Regions from separate parts of the Mus musculus genome. Here regions 1 and 2 are each linked to region 3. A link is a contact called in public Hi-C and Micro-C data. All regions are on one chromosome and are shown on one strand. The core of a region is the stretch at or near the end of the contact, and the rest is flanking DNA. Distances in the headings are between cores, read along the strand shown. Region 1 has its middle 130 kb from the start of Gm41290. Region 2 holds the start of Cpq (carboxypeptidase Q). Region 3 overlaps Cpq (carboxypeptidase Q).

Region 1 (4,658 bases), core at 1,152-3,651, 440 kb after region 3:
GCTTGGGTAAAGGTAGTGCAGAAATTCTGGGAATGGCCATATAATGACTGGTCCAGCCTGAGACCCACAACATGAGAAGGAGCCTATCCTGACGCTGGAGGGCCTGTAGAAGAAGTACTTTGTGCAATGTGTAGAAACAGTCACCTGTCAATAAAAAGCCTGTTGGCCTATAAGCTTAGGCAGAAAACAGAAGGTGGAACATCCAGGCGAAAGATTGGATTCTGGAAGAGAGCCAAACATGAGAGGATTCACCCCAGGGACACTAAGAAGGACAAACATATGAACCTGAGCAGAGGTAACCAGCCATGTGTCTTAACAAAGAATAAGATAAATAGGTTATTAGGTTATGAGATAGTGGCTATATGGCCTAGGTATTTGTAAATATTTTATGTCTAAGAGTCATTATTCTATAAGCTGGATGCTGGAAGGAAAAAGCATGAGTTTACAGAAAACACCTTACAAGGGTCAGGACCCAGAGGCTGGACAGCCCTAGACCTAGAATAGAACCAAACATTCAAACCAAAAAAAAAAAAAAAAAAAAAAAAGTCAATGAAATGGTTCTGCTATACTCATAGATTGGTGTCTGGCCCAATTGTCATCAGAGAGACTTCATCCAGAAAATAGTGATACAGAAGTTAGGTGGAGCTCAAGGAAGGATTGTAGGTGCCAGAGGGGTCAAAGACACCACAAGAAAAAAAAATCAGCTAATCTAAGCTCATAGTGTCTCACAGAGACTGAATCAACAACCAGGAAGCCTGAATGGGTCTGACCTAGATCTTCTGTATATATGTTACAGGTGTGTAGCTTGGTCTTTTACTGGGACTCTTTTTTATTGGATATTTTCCTTATTTACATTTCAAATGTTATCCTCTTTCCTGGTTTCTCCTCCAAAATACCCTACCCCTATCCCCTACCCTCTACCCCTGCTCACCAACCCACCCACCCCTGCTTCCTGGCCCAGGCATTCCCCAACACTGGGGCATCGAGCCTTCTTAGGACAAAGGGCCTCTCCTCCCACTGATGACCACCTAGGCCATCCTCAGCTGCATATGCAGCTGGAGCCATAAGTCCCTCTTTGGTTAGTGGATTCGTCCCTGGGAGCTGTGCGGGAACTGGCTAATTCATATTGTTGTTCCTTCTATGGGGCTGCAAACCCCTTCAGCTCCTTGGGTCCTTTCTCTAGCTCCTTCACTGGGGATCCTGTGCTCAGTCCAATGGATGGCTGTGAGCATCCACCTCTGTATGTGTGAGGCACTAGCAGAGCCTCTCAGGAGACACCTATATCAGGCTTCTGTCAGCAAGCACTTGTTGGCATCCACAACAGTGTCTGGGTTTGGTGACTGTAAATGGGATGGATCCCCAGGTAAGTCAGTCTTTAGATGGTCATTTCTTCAGTCTCCACTCAATACTTTGTCTCTGTAACTTCTTTCATGGGTGTTTTGTTCCCTGCTTCTAAGATGAATAGAAGTATCCACACTATGTTCTTCCTTCTTCTTGAGTTTCATGTGGTTTGTGAATTGTATCTTGGGTATTCTGAGCTTCTGGGCTTCTGGGCTTCTGGGCTAATATATCCACTTATCAGAGCTGTCTCTGACTCTTTTGCATGCTTTGGGCCCTTTTTGTCCTACTGGGTTGCCTTGTCCAGCCTTAATACATGGGGAGAGTCTAGTCTTACCGAAACTTAACATGACATATTTAGTTGCAATCCATAAGAGGCTTGCCCTTTTCTGAAGAGAAATGGAAAAGGAGTGGATGAAGGTAGGCAGAAGGGAGGTGACATGGATGAACTAAGAGAAGAGGGGGGAACTGTGGTGTGTGTGTGTGTGTGTGTGAACAACAATGACAAATGAAAAACCCTTGGAACAGTCCATACAAAACAAGGCACCCTGGGAGTTAGGGGGTGGATAACTCAACTAGTGGCAGAGAACAGGAAAGGGGAGAAGGTTAGAAGAGCATGTAGGAGAGAAAAAACAGCAAGTAAGAAGCAGGCTGAATCAGTAAACCACGGTCAGTTCCGTGAACAGCTGTGGGTGTGGTATGGGTTTTACATTTTTCTTTAATGATTTTTCCTTGCATTCAGCTTTCAGTATTATGTTTTCTTCCTCTACTGAGCTCAGACTTTCCATAACACACTAGTCAGTTGCATAACGTTCTTTAAAAGATTAATAATATAAATGTCCATTCTCCTTTTCAGTATTTTTGATCCCCCTGAAAGAGGGTGTCCAGCTGCAGGGAGTCCTTCATCTTTGATGCTCAGCTCTGACTCACTCCTGAGTCAGGCTCAGGCCCCACAACCTTTCCCTTGGGATTCAGAAACCAAGAAATAATCAGCTGGTAACCCAGGAGCCAACAGCAGCTGTGAGGTGGAGAGCCACATCTCCCACTCCGTGGGCTGCTTTTAGGTTAGTCATCCAGCTCAGATGCTTTGAAGGAGACATGAGAAGAATGCTGCTAATAAGAGAGGCAGGAAGTGAGGCACGGTGAGAATCCCACAGGCTTAGTTTGTTATCCTGGGAAGAGCTCACATGCCTGGAGATGGTGACTGTGCAAGCCACAGGGACAACTTAACATTCTTTAGTCTTTGGGTCAAACTGATTGCCATTTAACAGATATTTACAAAATTAGGATTAAATTCTCTACCTCATCTTCTGCTAAAAGTCAACCAGAATGCTCTAATATCAGTAACAAGAACCTAAACTCTCTCCACACATCCTATTTTCATTTACAGCCTTATGGACATCTATATTTTATTAAATGCCTCACATTCATCTTTGCATTGTGCCTTTGGTGAGTTTGTACTAGAGATATCTTCCTGTTCACCTCATCTATTCTTTTATCTAAGTTTACTCATCCATCAATATCCAATTCACACTTACCTTATTTTGTTCATCTAGTAGATGCTGATTAAGTACCAATTATAAAGAACACTGTCTAACTTTCAACCATGTCCTTAGGGCAAAGAAATGTCAGTTGTTAAATACAACCCTCAACTTTCTTTCACAAAAAAATCTCTTTGTTCTCCCAACTATAGTCTATTCCTGGGTACCAATATGTTCTAATTAAAGCCAAAATGATTTCCAGTATAATAAAGAATTTGGATGAAGCTCATCCCAATCCTAGAAGCAACCTATAGACTCTAAATTTCACAAGCAACAGTAGTGACTTTGTTACTTGGGATAGGCTCCAGGATTGTAGTTTGTAGCAGTAAAGAAACCCATGTGAGTGCTTCTATACCTTTGATGACAAGGTATTTTGGAACTGGGAATAGCCAGATGAAAGGTCATCACCTCAGTAGGGATTCGGTGTCCAGGTCTGAAGAGAGGAATGGTTAAATATTCAGTTCAGTCAGGAGTTGATCCTGTGCAACAGCATCCAGATCTGATCCTGTGCCACAGTACTACATACCCAAATACCACTGGAAAAGAGCTGGCCTCCCAAGAGTGTGGACATGCCTATGAACACAGGTAAGACCATCACTTCTGCTCTGACAGACCCGTCGGGTAGCCTTCAGGACATAGGAACCAAGGAGCAGCCTGGGACAGGATAGTTCCAGTTCCTGTCTATGGCCAGAACTGACCCTGTGCCACAGCTCTTCATATACAAATTCTTCCCAGAGAGAACTGGTCTCCTAAAAGTACAGATACAACATACAGGCTTGCAGGAGAAACAAGTCACAGTCAGAGACAGCAAGACCAGCTAGCACCAGAGATAACCAGATGGTGACAGGCAAGGACAAGAACATAAGCAACAGAAACCAAGGCTAATTGTCATCATCAGAACCCAGTTCTCCACCACAGAAAGTCCTGCATAACCAAACACACCAGAAAAATTAGACTCTGGTTTAAAATCACAATTCATGATGATGATAGAGGACTATAATAAGGACATAAATAACTCCCTTAAAGAAATACAGGAGAAGTCAGATAAACAGCAAGAAGCCCTTAAAGAGGAGACAAAAAATCCTTTAAAGAATTGCAGGAAAACATAACCAAACAGGTGAAAGAATTGAACAAAACCATCCAGGATCTAAAAATGGAAATGAAAACAGTAAAGAAATCACAAAGGGAAACAACCCTGGAGACAGAAAACACAGGAAAGAGGTCAGGAGTCATAGATGAAAGCATCACCAACAGAATACAAGAGATAAAAGTGTGGAAGATACCATAGAAAACATTGACACAATAGTCAAAGAAAATGCAAAATGCAAAAAGCTCCTAACCCAAAACATCCAGGAAATCCAGGACACAATAAGAAGGTCAAACCTAAGGATAATAGTATAGAAGAGAGTGAAGATTCCCAACTTAAAGGGCCAGTAAATATCTTCAACAAAATTATAGAAGAAAAATTACTTAGCCTAAAAAAAGAGATGCCCATAAACATAGAAGCCTACATATCTCCAAATACATTGGATCAGAAAAAAAAATTTCCTCCATCACATAATAGTCAATACACCAAATGCACAAAACAAAGAAAGAATATTAAAAGCAATAAGGGAAAAAGGTCAAGTAACATATAAAGGCAAACCTATCAGAATTACACCAGACTTCTCAACAGAGACTATGAAAGCTAGAATATCCTGGGTAGATGTCATACAGACGCTAAGAGAACACAAATGCCAGCCCAGGCTACTACACCCAACAAAACTCTCATTAACCATA
Region 2 (4,633 bases), core at 744-3,243, 380 kb before region 3:
ACCAATGCCATTGTATCAGAAATGTAACAGTTCTAAAAGAAACAAGAATAGAATGAACACCAATGGGGAAAGATATATAGTAGATGGACATGAATAGAGTAATTAAAATCAACCATCTAAAGGGAGGGGAAAATGGTCCAGGACAATGTAAGCATAGATGGGCTCTGGAATCAAGCTATTTTAATTTACAACGTCAACCTGACCTCACAGGGTGTGTCATGACCTCTCTAGCTTTCAAATTACTCATCCGTGAAGTAGAAATAATAGTCATAATACCTAGCTCATAGGGCTGAGAAACACCCACAGATAATCCGCATAAAGTGTTAGTAAAAAGCATTCAATTAAAGTTCAAGTCTTGTCATTATTACATTGTGAGTCAATGACAGAGAACTTTTACAGCATAAGAAAAGGCTGGGAAGCATTGGGCACGGCATGAGCACGGCACTGCCATCTAAGCTATACTTAGAGAGACAGTCTATGGGCCGTCTTTACAGGTGCACGATGAGCTAAACACAGAAGTCGAGTGTAAGCAGCTAGAAGCGTCAAAAAGGTGATATTTCACTTGTTGCAAACCTGTAGGTTTGTTTTTCCACAAAACTAGAGTCTGTCATTTTATAGCTTTTCAGTTACCTTTGCTAGATTATTAATTTCATTTTACAAAATTAGCCTGTTGTAGGAGATTGGAAATAATCCAACCTATTCTTCATCAAAGATAGTTTCAGAGAAATGTAAATCATTGGGACTAGATATGACTCCCCAGGGACCATTTGTGGAAAGGCCAGCTAGGACCATGTTGAAAAGACCCTTGAATACCTCACAGAAGTGATATTTTGTGAAAGGCAACGCGACTAGTCAAAGTTTAGAGGGATTGTTATATTGTACATAGGTGAAAGGACTCAAAATGATTTTCTTTGTATATGCTTAATTTTTTCTTTCCTGTTTTTTAAGTATGTGAGTTTTCTTTTTCTTAGCATCTACCTATGTAGCCCAGGTTAGCCTGAAACTCAAAATATCCCTGCCTCTATTTTCTGTGTTTTGAGATAACACATACATGGATCAGCATGCCTAAGTTTTTCCTTGGTTTTGTGTGTGTGTATGTCTGTGTGTGTGTGTGTGTTTTAAGAGGAGAGACAGGAACTGGAAAGTATTTTACAAAGATAACTTTGATAAGAGTCTGGCTAAGTAAAGAAATTTGGACTTATCAAAACATAAAACATTAAAAACATGTGCACATGTTGCAGTTTGGACTTTATGCAGGTCCCCAAACTACTGAAGTCATGCAGTGACTTGATGTGTCAGGGTATACTGGTTCACAAGGGGGTCCTTCCTTTTCTCAGAGGAGAAGGGGGCAGAGGATAAAACAGGGGCTGTGGGAAGGGGGAGCTGAAAGCAGAGGGGCTACTGTGATCAGGATGTAAAGTGAATGAATGAATAGATAGATAGATAGATAGATAGATAGACAGATAGATAAATGGGCCAAAAATATGCGCACATGTACTACAAGAGTAGTATAGCATTGCTCTTTCCCTGATACAATGCCTAGACTGAAAATGACTTTCTGATCTCCTAGTTTTAGATCATGACCCCTGCCTTCATGATCACCTCCTTTCTTACAGTCTTTCAACTATTAAGGAAGGGAGAAAATAACCTGGTGCTTCATTTTGTTTTTGAGACAGGGTCTCATTTATTCTGTAGCCCTTGCTAAGCCTCAAAGTCCTGGGCCATCTTCCCGCATATCCATCCTCCCTAGCTACTGGGTGATTGATAACATGAACAAAATAACTGTTGAGTTGCTTTTGTTGGGAAGGAGTTTGACGGTTCCAACAAAGTCTCTTGAAGCCAGGCCTTGGGGACCCTACTTGCCTTAAGTCAGGCTCAAGGAGACCTTTCAGGGTCGGGTCCAGCCAGCCACAGTCTCAGTTAAAGCCCAGGCCTCGGGCCTGGCTGACGGTTGCACCTTTGTCTCCGCCCACCGGCCAGGGAGGGCTCCACAGCTGTCCTGGCACACAAAGAAGCCAGGCCTGCAGACTACTGGGGCTCCGGGCTGTTCCTGAGGCCTCTGGAGGCCCGCCCTGTGGCTCCAGTGCGCTCTGAGGACCTTCCTGGTCCCGCCCCCGAACGTGCCTGTGGTCTGCAGGCCTCACCGGGTGTTGTGGCCGCTGCTGCTCCGCAGAGCCTCGTGATCAGGTGAGTGCCCCCCAGGCTGTGGGTGACCAGCTGCTCCCCAGAGGCGGGAGGGTGGGCTGAGGTCAGCCGGCCTGGCTGCCAGAGAGCTTCCTGATCGGGCTGGAGTGCCCTTGCATAGGACGAGACTGCCTGCAGTTACACTGAAACCCAGAGGCAGAGACCAAAATTGCTGGTGCCTGTCTCTTCTTCAAGGTCTCTTGCACCGTCCCTGGACTGCCTAGGAGCTTCCTTCAAGGCCCTATCTGGAATTTTCCCTAGTCAACTGACTTGCAAGAGGCTTTACCAGGACGGGGTGGGAGAGCTTTGGTGGTTTCTTTCACTTTCTACCTAGTTCTGTTCTTTCATTTCTGATATGAAAGGCCCCATTTTCGAGTTGTCAGCGTCTGACTTGTCATACATAGTCGTACTCAATATCCAATAATTGACTGTGAAGTAGAACTGAATGAATGAAGTGGACAAATGCGTAGGAAATGCAGCAGAATGAGCAAAATATATGAATGGCACAGTGAATATGAAATGGAGACATCAGACACACAGGCTTTCGCCTCTGTTTTCTCAGAGTTAAGTGTTTTGCAATCTCTGTGGTTAATCAAGAGGAGTTTGATTCTTTGTAGTTGTTAGTTACTAGACTCCTGCACCTTATTATCTCCATTGGTTGGATTAAATATATTTTGCCTAAAACAAAATAACCTGAACTCTTGCTTGCTTGTGCTTTATTCTCCCCACTTTTGGTTTGAGCCAGCGTTGTTACCAAAATATATAATGTATTTACAAGGTACAAAGGTACATCTCAAAGCAGAACCATGTCGCTGACTTGTATTTAAATCCAGACACTTCTCATGAATCTAAGACTGGACAATGTCTATTTTCCTTAGACAAGGGTTGGTTTAGTTGCAGGTGAATGAAGAAAACAAAATATGTCACAGTGAGGAAAGTAATTTGTGTGCATGACACATAAAGAGTGCTTTAATACAGTTGATCACTGCTGTAGTTTTGCTTCCTAGACCCCAAGTTCCACAACCCCCCCCCCCCATAAAACCAAAATCAATGACTTTGAATTGTCACTTGATCTCTTTAGATTTTAACTTCATTATGTGTGTGTGTATGTACATGTGTGTATGGACCTGTGGTTAACACAGGTATCTTCCTCAAAGGTTTTATTCTTTAAATTTTGGAGACAGCACATCTCAGTGGACCTGGGGGTCCAGTGAATCTGCTAGATCAGTTGGCCAGTGAGCTCCAGGAATCCTCTTGTCTCCACCCTGCTAGTGCTGGGGTCACAGACATGTGCCGGTGCATATTTTTACCTACCTATTTCAAGTCTATCTGGTAGAGTAAATGTTTTGTTTAGTGAAAAAGACTGACTTTCTCAGGTTGTTTTCCCAAATAGCCAGTTGTGGGTTCATGTGTCATTCAACTATGAAATGTACAAGTTGATATTCATGGTGCTCTGACCACACACTTTTATTGTTCATTTAAACTTCTTACTTATATTACCCTACTAATCCTCACCGTAAACTTAAGAGCAAGGCAAACTTGAAACTCCTTTTGTCCTAACTATCAGAAATAGTACTTGAAAAATAGGAAGCCAAGACTCAGAACATAAGCAGATGGGATCAGGCAATGTCTGCTGTGAAAGTCTGTGTGGTATGGAAGACTGGTTTCCTTGTGTTTTCGAACATGTACAAAATTTGGATATTGTTACCATATCCAGTGAACTGTGAATGGGAGCCAGGGAGTAGGATTACTAAGGTGGATTTAGTTATTTTATTATTTTAAAAATTATTAGCCAGCATCATCAAAATGGCCAGTTGGTAAAGGCACATGCTTCCAACTCGAGGGAACTAAGTTTAATCCCAGGACCAGACACACACACTGCAAATTGTCCTCTGATTTCTACATAGTTAACACACACACAAATTGTCAGCCAGGTATGGTGACTCACAGTTATAACTGTAATGAGAATTGTTATAAGTTCAAGGACAGTCTGAGCATCCAAGTGAGATACTCTCAAACAAACAACAAAAACAACAAAAAACCTAAATAAGAATGTTTTAATTCCACTATGATTTGACACTTTCAACCTAAATGCTCACAAATCCTCATCCTTTTACTTATTTAGGGAATTTAAAGTAGGTGACATTGAGGGTTCAGTGACCAGCATTTAAGGGCACTGCACCATGAGATCTAAGCATTGTTTTTTTGTATGTGTGTGTCCTAACTTTGTGTCTTTGGTAAGAGGCTGCTTGACATCCTCCTAATGGGGAACACTGGGAATGTAAAATGGACTTCCAGGACCCTTATAATTAATTGATGAGAGCAAAAAAGGTAGCCTATAAAATAAGTGGAAATTATTTTGTTTTCTTTTGCCTGCCAGGTTTAGTCTCAGGGAAGGCAGAAACCAATGGTTGGTGCCTAGAAAGCCGAGAGTCCTTGCCAATTTTAT
Region 3 (5,099 bases), core at 538-3,037:
AGGGAAGGAGAGGGCTGCAGCAGCAAGAGAGATAGGTGGCCGAAATGGTTCAGTCAGTCGAGGCTGGAACTTTGGACCAGAGACTAATGACCTGGGCTCTATATAGACTGTAAAGAAGTGTCAGCAGTATTTCCTGAGGAGGTACTTTGCTCAGGCTTTCCCAGGAACTCAGACTGCAGGCATCTGGGACCTGGGTTTTTTCACCTAATGTTTCCATGTGAAATGATGTCACAGCTATGCTCACCTCAAGGGAAGTAGAGCTCCTTACCTCAAGATTCTTATCATCAGGCTTCTGCAAGGAGAATGTGTCAGTGCCTGGAGCGGGCAGGATGGGCTTGATGGCTCAGGAGCATTTACTGCCCAAACTGTAGCTTGTGGAAAGCTGCAGGTATGTGGATATACCTGAGATTGGTAATATGGCTGCCTCAGAGCCACTGAAAAATCCACTGCGATCATCTCTAACACTTCACCTGCAGGAAGGTGGATGAATCATTAGAATAAGATTGAAGGCCACTTTTATATTCTCTGCTTTTGCTACTTACTAGCAATTATCAGGTTAAAAGCAGGAGAAATTTTAGCCCTTGGTAGCAAAGTGGCTCACTTAAAACATTGTTTTATCATACTTTCAAAATTGAGACAAAAGTTAATAGTTAATCTGCAGTTAATGATTCCTGGAGAGTCCTGGTAACCCCCCTCCAAAAAACAAGACTCTAGGTGTGACAAGTTTACCATTAGTTAAAAACTTGAGAATTGAAGTAAAAGGATCTCAGCTTAGAGTGGTGGCTGCATCCTTGCCAAACCATTATAAGTTGTGAGGAAAAATCCTAAGTCAGTGGTTCTCAACCGTTGTGACCCCTTTGCTGGGTCAAACCACCCTTTCACAGGGTTTGCCCAAGACCATTGGAAAACAGAGGTATTTAAATTACAATTTATAACAGGACCAAAATTACAGTTATGGGTAGCAATAAAAAGAACCATATGGTTGGGGGATGCCACATCACGAAGAACTATATTAAAGGGTTGCAGCATTAGGAAGGTAGAGAACCACTATCCTAAGTATGTTCAAGCACTTCACCTGTCAAGCATCCTGTGACAGCAACTTCACACAGTGGAGGGCATTGGTGGTTGTTCCTTGTAATCATGTGACCCACTAGGAACTGTGGTTTGTTCCTACTGCTGTCCAGTCATATGAGAAAGCATCATCCTGCTGGTCTCTGGCACAAGAAAAGACAAAACCTCAGAATCCAAACGTGGTTTTCTACTAAATAGCTACATATTTGGTTACAATGTAGAAATTAGTAAGTTGAGTCTGGGACTATCTATACTCATTATTTATTGCAAATCCATGAGGTGGTTGCCATGCTGCTAGTGAAGTAATGTGAAAAAATGGCAGGCTCCTTCAATTACATTTCATTGACCTTGTCAGAATGACTCTGTTTTCCAGTACATGGCCATGACTAACCACAGACCTTGCATCAGCCTCTTAGTTATTAAGTTCCTGTGGAGAGCGTGAGAACCTTGTCCATGGATTCATGCTAAGGTGATCCCTGCTCACTGTATCCTGAAGTACTGTTAAGGGATTTGGTTCCAACTGACAGCTCTGGGAGGCTTTAAGATCTTAGGCTCCTCCTGACATTGCCTTCTAGATTAGTATAATAAATACTTCACAGAACTTGACCACACACTAGGCCCTGAAAATAACATGGGTCATAACCACTTTCACTTTTACTTTGCCCTGGAGATTATTTCTGAAGCTGTACCCTTGTGCTGTCATCTGTACCCTGAAGCAGGTGTGCATGATAACACCAGCAAGAGACGGGTGCCTCTAATTCACTCTTATCGCCACAGTGCTGATGAGGTCTCCACCACTTTAAAAACATTCAAAACAAATTGACGTGCGTTTTATTATTTTCCCAGGGCTGCGTCCAAAGAGGACTCTGCGCCTGGTGCTCTGGACTGCAGAAGAACAAGGAGGAATTGGTGCCTCCCAGTATTATGAGCTACATAAGGTAAAACTATCCAACATCTGCTGAACACTAACATTTGTAATAGCAGCATAAACCAAAAGCATTGGTTTGAATTTGGGTTTTAAAATTCTCTATAATTGTCTAAGAATTTTTAGTCCTTTGTGGCCAACTAACTGGCCAATACCCAGTCCTGTCAGCAAGAATGTTCTGGTGAGATGAAGATGCTATGTGTGGCTAATGGCCCTTCTATTGTCTGATCATACTCATGGCCCTATAAAACTCTTAGCTGAGTCTTGCCATTTTCTTAAGAGTCTTAATAGTTCTGCTGTGCTCATATATGGCAGGAAGCTAGAGAACCATTGCCTCCCCACTGAGCCAAGCTCTCTCTCTGAAGTCCTGGGATTTGAGGCCCTGATACCTGGAGTCAACAAGCAGCATCAGCTTCGTGGTGTTAGGAGGGAGTCATTCACAGATCTCTGAACTGGGAACACAGAGGACTGCCTGGTCGGATATTAAACTTAGGAGTCGGTGCTTCCTGAAGCAAGAAGGCTACTGTGGAAGACCACAATTTTCTAATCTACAAACCTTCTTCAACACTGTAGATGGGGGGTTACTTCAGAGAGCAACTTTTAAAGAGTAAAGTGTATAGGGACAGGAAACCTTGAGAACAAGTTGAACATTAGCTCAAAGAGAAGCTATTTAACTGTCCCCAGGTAAACAGGGGAAGAAAGTATGTATATGCCTGCTGTGGAGGAGGAAGAGGAGGAGGAGGAGGAGCAAACTTCTTCTTCTTTTTTTTTTTTTTTTTTTTTTTTTTGGTTTTGGTTTTTTGAGACAGGGTTTCTCTGTATAGCTCTGGCTGTCCTGGAACTCACTTTGTAGACCAGGCTGGCCTGGAACTCAGAAATCCACCTGCCTCTGCCTCCCAAGTGCTAGGATTAAAGGCGTGCCCCACCACCTCCACCACCTGGCTAGGACCAAACTTCTATTTTCAGCACCTACATACTAACTTGTAATCTCCCTGACATCCAGCCCTAAGGATCTGATGCCCTCCCCTGACTTCTATGTGTACCAGACAAGCACAAGGATCACAAACATGTGTGCAGACAAAACACCATACACATAAAATAATGTAAAAATACATAAAAGTATGAATGTACAAGCAAATCATGAGTCCCAGGAGTGGGGATAAAACAGGTTATTCACAGTTTCAGAAGTGTAAACAGTTCACAAGTAACATCACAGTGAGGTCCTTTGTCATAGAACAATAACAAGAAGTGGAACTGAAAGAGGAGCCCCTCGCTCAGGCCTCAGGACAATAGCAGACACCCAGGAACTCACGATAAACCGAGCTTGTTGCAAACCACATGAGGCTTTATTCGGGGAAAGCCAGAGCTCTGGGGACAACTCATATCCCACGCAGGGATAGAGGAGTCGACCTCGAGGGGAAAGAGGTCCCAGTGTTTATAGGCCCTCAGGGGGGAAAGGAGAAGGGGGAGAGTAGGGGATTTCCAGATCTAAACAATGTCTATTCTCAAGAAATGGGTATGGGAGGGGTACAAGGAAAGAGTCTAATGAAGGTGCAGCAATGGGCACACACCTGGTCAGAACATTGGCAGACACACAGGTTCGAGGAGTAGCCAGAGCATTGTGCACCTCTATTTTTCTAAATCAGTGAAGCTAATTCTGCTAACGCTGACATCTATCTTGCCAATTTCAGGGCTTCTGTGACCTTTTACATTTTGTCAGGATTTTTCAGAACAACCCTTCCACATCAGTCTTTACGTGACAAAAGCTTATTCGTTACTCTTGTACCTTACAACAATAACTTTTACACTAGTTGTACTAGTAGTCTCTCTACAGAAGATATTTATGGGCCCACAGTCTTAGGATAAAAATTATAGTTTCACAGTATTCCCATGCAATAATCTCTGTACTGTTTTATAGGAAAAGAAAATTTTGTAATTTTTTTGTGGACTATATTCAACAGCAAGTATTTTGCATGGAGGTAGTGTATTATTATAAAGCTGCATCCGCAGTCTTCTTCTTGTTGGGTCAACTTTCACAGCACAGCTGGCTAAGCTTACATGGGACCAGCTGTGGAGAAAAACATGTAAAAAATTATTGTTTTTTTTTTCTCTCAATGTAACTCTATTTTCCATTTATAAAATCTAAGAAATATTTTAATGAACATGTTTAGTTAATCTTTATGGGAGTGAAAGTAATTCACTATATTTTCTTAGTAAATATGCCTTAATAATGTGCTTTTATTAATATATACAAATAAAATTAAGTGATAGGACAAAATTCATTGCCCAGACTGATTTTTAAAATTATATTCTGATTAATAGCTACCTTTATTTTATAATTATGCTATCTTGTAAAATATTGGCTTAATTATTTTAATACCTGTTGAAATTTACTAAGCTACTGAAAATTCATTAAGTTATTGTATATCTAAGAAATAGATAAAAACTACTGGTGCTTAGTATGTGAATTTTTAAATTCACCTGGAATTTTATTGCACTTTCTAAAATGTTCTCTCCAAGGAAGCAAATTTTCCAGCCAAAAAAGTATATACATGGATTTTTGGCAACAGCTCATAAGTAAAATAATAGAAAACAGACACTGAAGTTTTTGCTATGACTTGACTAGATTAGTCAATCAGAATAAAACTCATATTAGTCATCTGCCCATCCCTGTAAAGAAGTATCAGTAGTAATTATTCTATAAGGAGGAAAGGTTTATTCTGGTTCACACTTTCACAGATTTTGGCCCATGATTATTTGGCTCTGTTATTTCTGATTTCATGACAAGGTAGACAGAAGAACATCATGCAAGCAAACTGCTTACACTTTATGGTGGTCAGGAAGCAAGAACATATCCCTTTATAAGACTCTCCTTTCCAAACCCTCTAAGCTATGAATAAGTATATTAACCAATTCATAAGGTCTTTATAGTCTACTCACCTTGCAAACAAACACCCCACCAATCAGTACTGCTGCAGTGTGGATCAAGGGTCTCAGGAGACATTTAAGATTCAAACCATAACAAAAATCATTCCTAAAATCAACCTAGCACCTCCCTAACAATTCATTGCATAAAGTCTTGTAAAGGAGATTTTCTTATTCT

The links. Hi-C and Micro-C count contacts between places; a contact is called where the count stands out from the background.
Region 1: a Hi-C map of the C2C12 cell line shows a contact between it and region 3, with 2.0 times the contacts expected there. The contact joins two enhancer-like sites. A contact is called at or near these places in 2 of 484 Hi-C or Micro-C datasets (the C2C12 cell line and cortical neurons).
Region 2: a Micro-C map of the HL-1 cell line shows a contact between it and region 3, with 5 times the contacts expected there. The contact joins the promoter of Cpq here to the enhancer-like site in region 3. A contact is called at or near these places in 1 of 39 promoter capture datasets (liver), 2 of 484 Hi-C or Micro-C datasets (the HL-1 cell line and uterus) and 3 of 115 datasets of contacts at active chromatin or transcription factors (the SCID.adh cell line, acute myeloid leukemia and vascular smooth muscle cells).

What each region holds. Positions count from the first base shown.
Region 1 is chr15:33,904,925-33,909,582 of GRCm38.p6, forward strand. No RefSeq gene overlaps it. Among named protein-coding and RNA genes, the nearest start is that of Gm41290, 130 kb to the right of the region's middle. Within about 2 kb of position 2,402, at least 67 of the 459 cell types and tissues checked have an H3K27ac peak or open chromatin away from gene starts, as enhancers often do. A contact at or near this core is called in the C2C12 cell line, where this site is marked.
Region 2 is chr15:33,081,136-33,085,768 of GRCm38.p6, forward strand. It overlaps Cpq (carboxypeptidase Q), which reads left to right and starts at 1,994. Exons shown (of 8, transcript NM_176073.4): 1 at 1,994-2,187.
Region 3 is chr15:33,464,709-33,469,807 of GRCm38.p6, forward strand. It overlaps Cpq (carboxypeptidase Q), which reads left to right. Exons shown (of 8, transcript NM_176073.4): 6 at 1,918-2,009. Among named protein-coding and RNA genes, the nearest start is that of 4930592A05Rik, 190 kb to the right of the region's middle. Within about 2 kb of position 1,788, at least 16 of the 459 cell types and tissues checked have an H3K27ac peak or open chromatin away from gene starts, as enhancers often do. A contact at or near this core is called in the C2C12 cell line, the HL-1 cell line and the SCID.adh cell line, where this site is marked.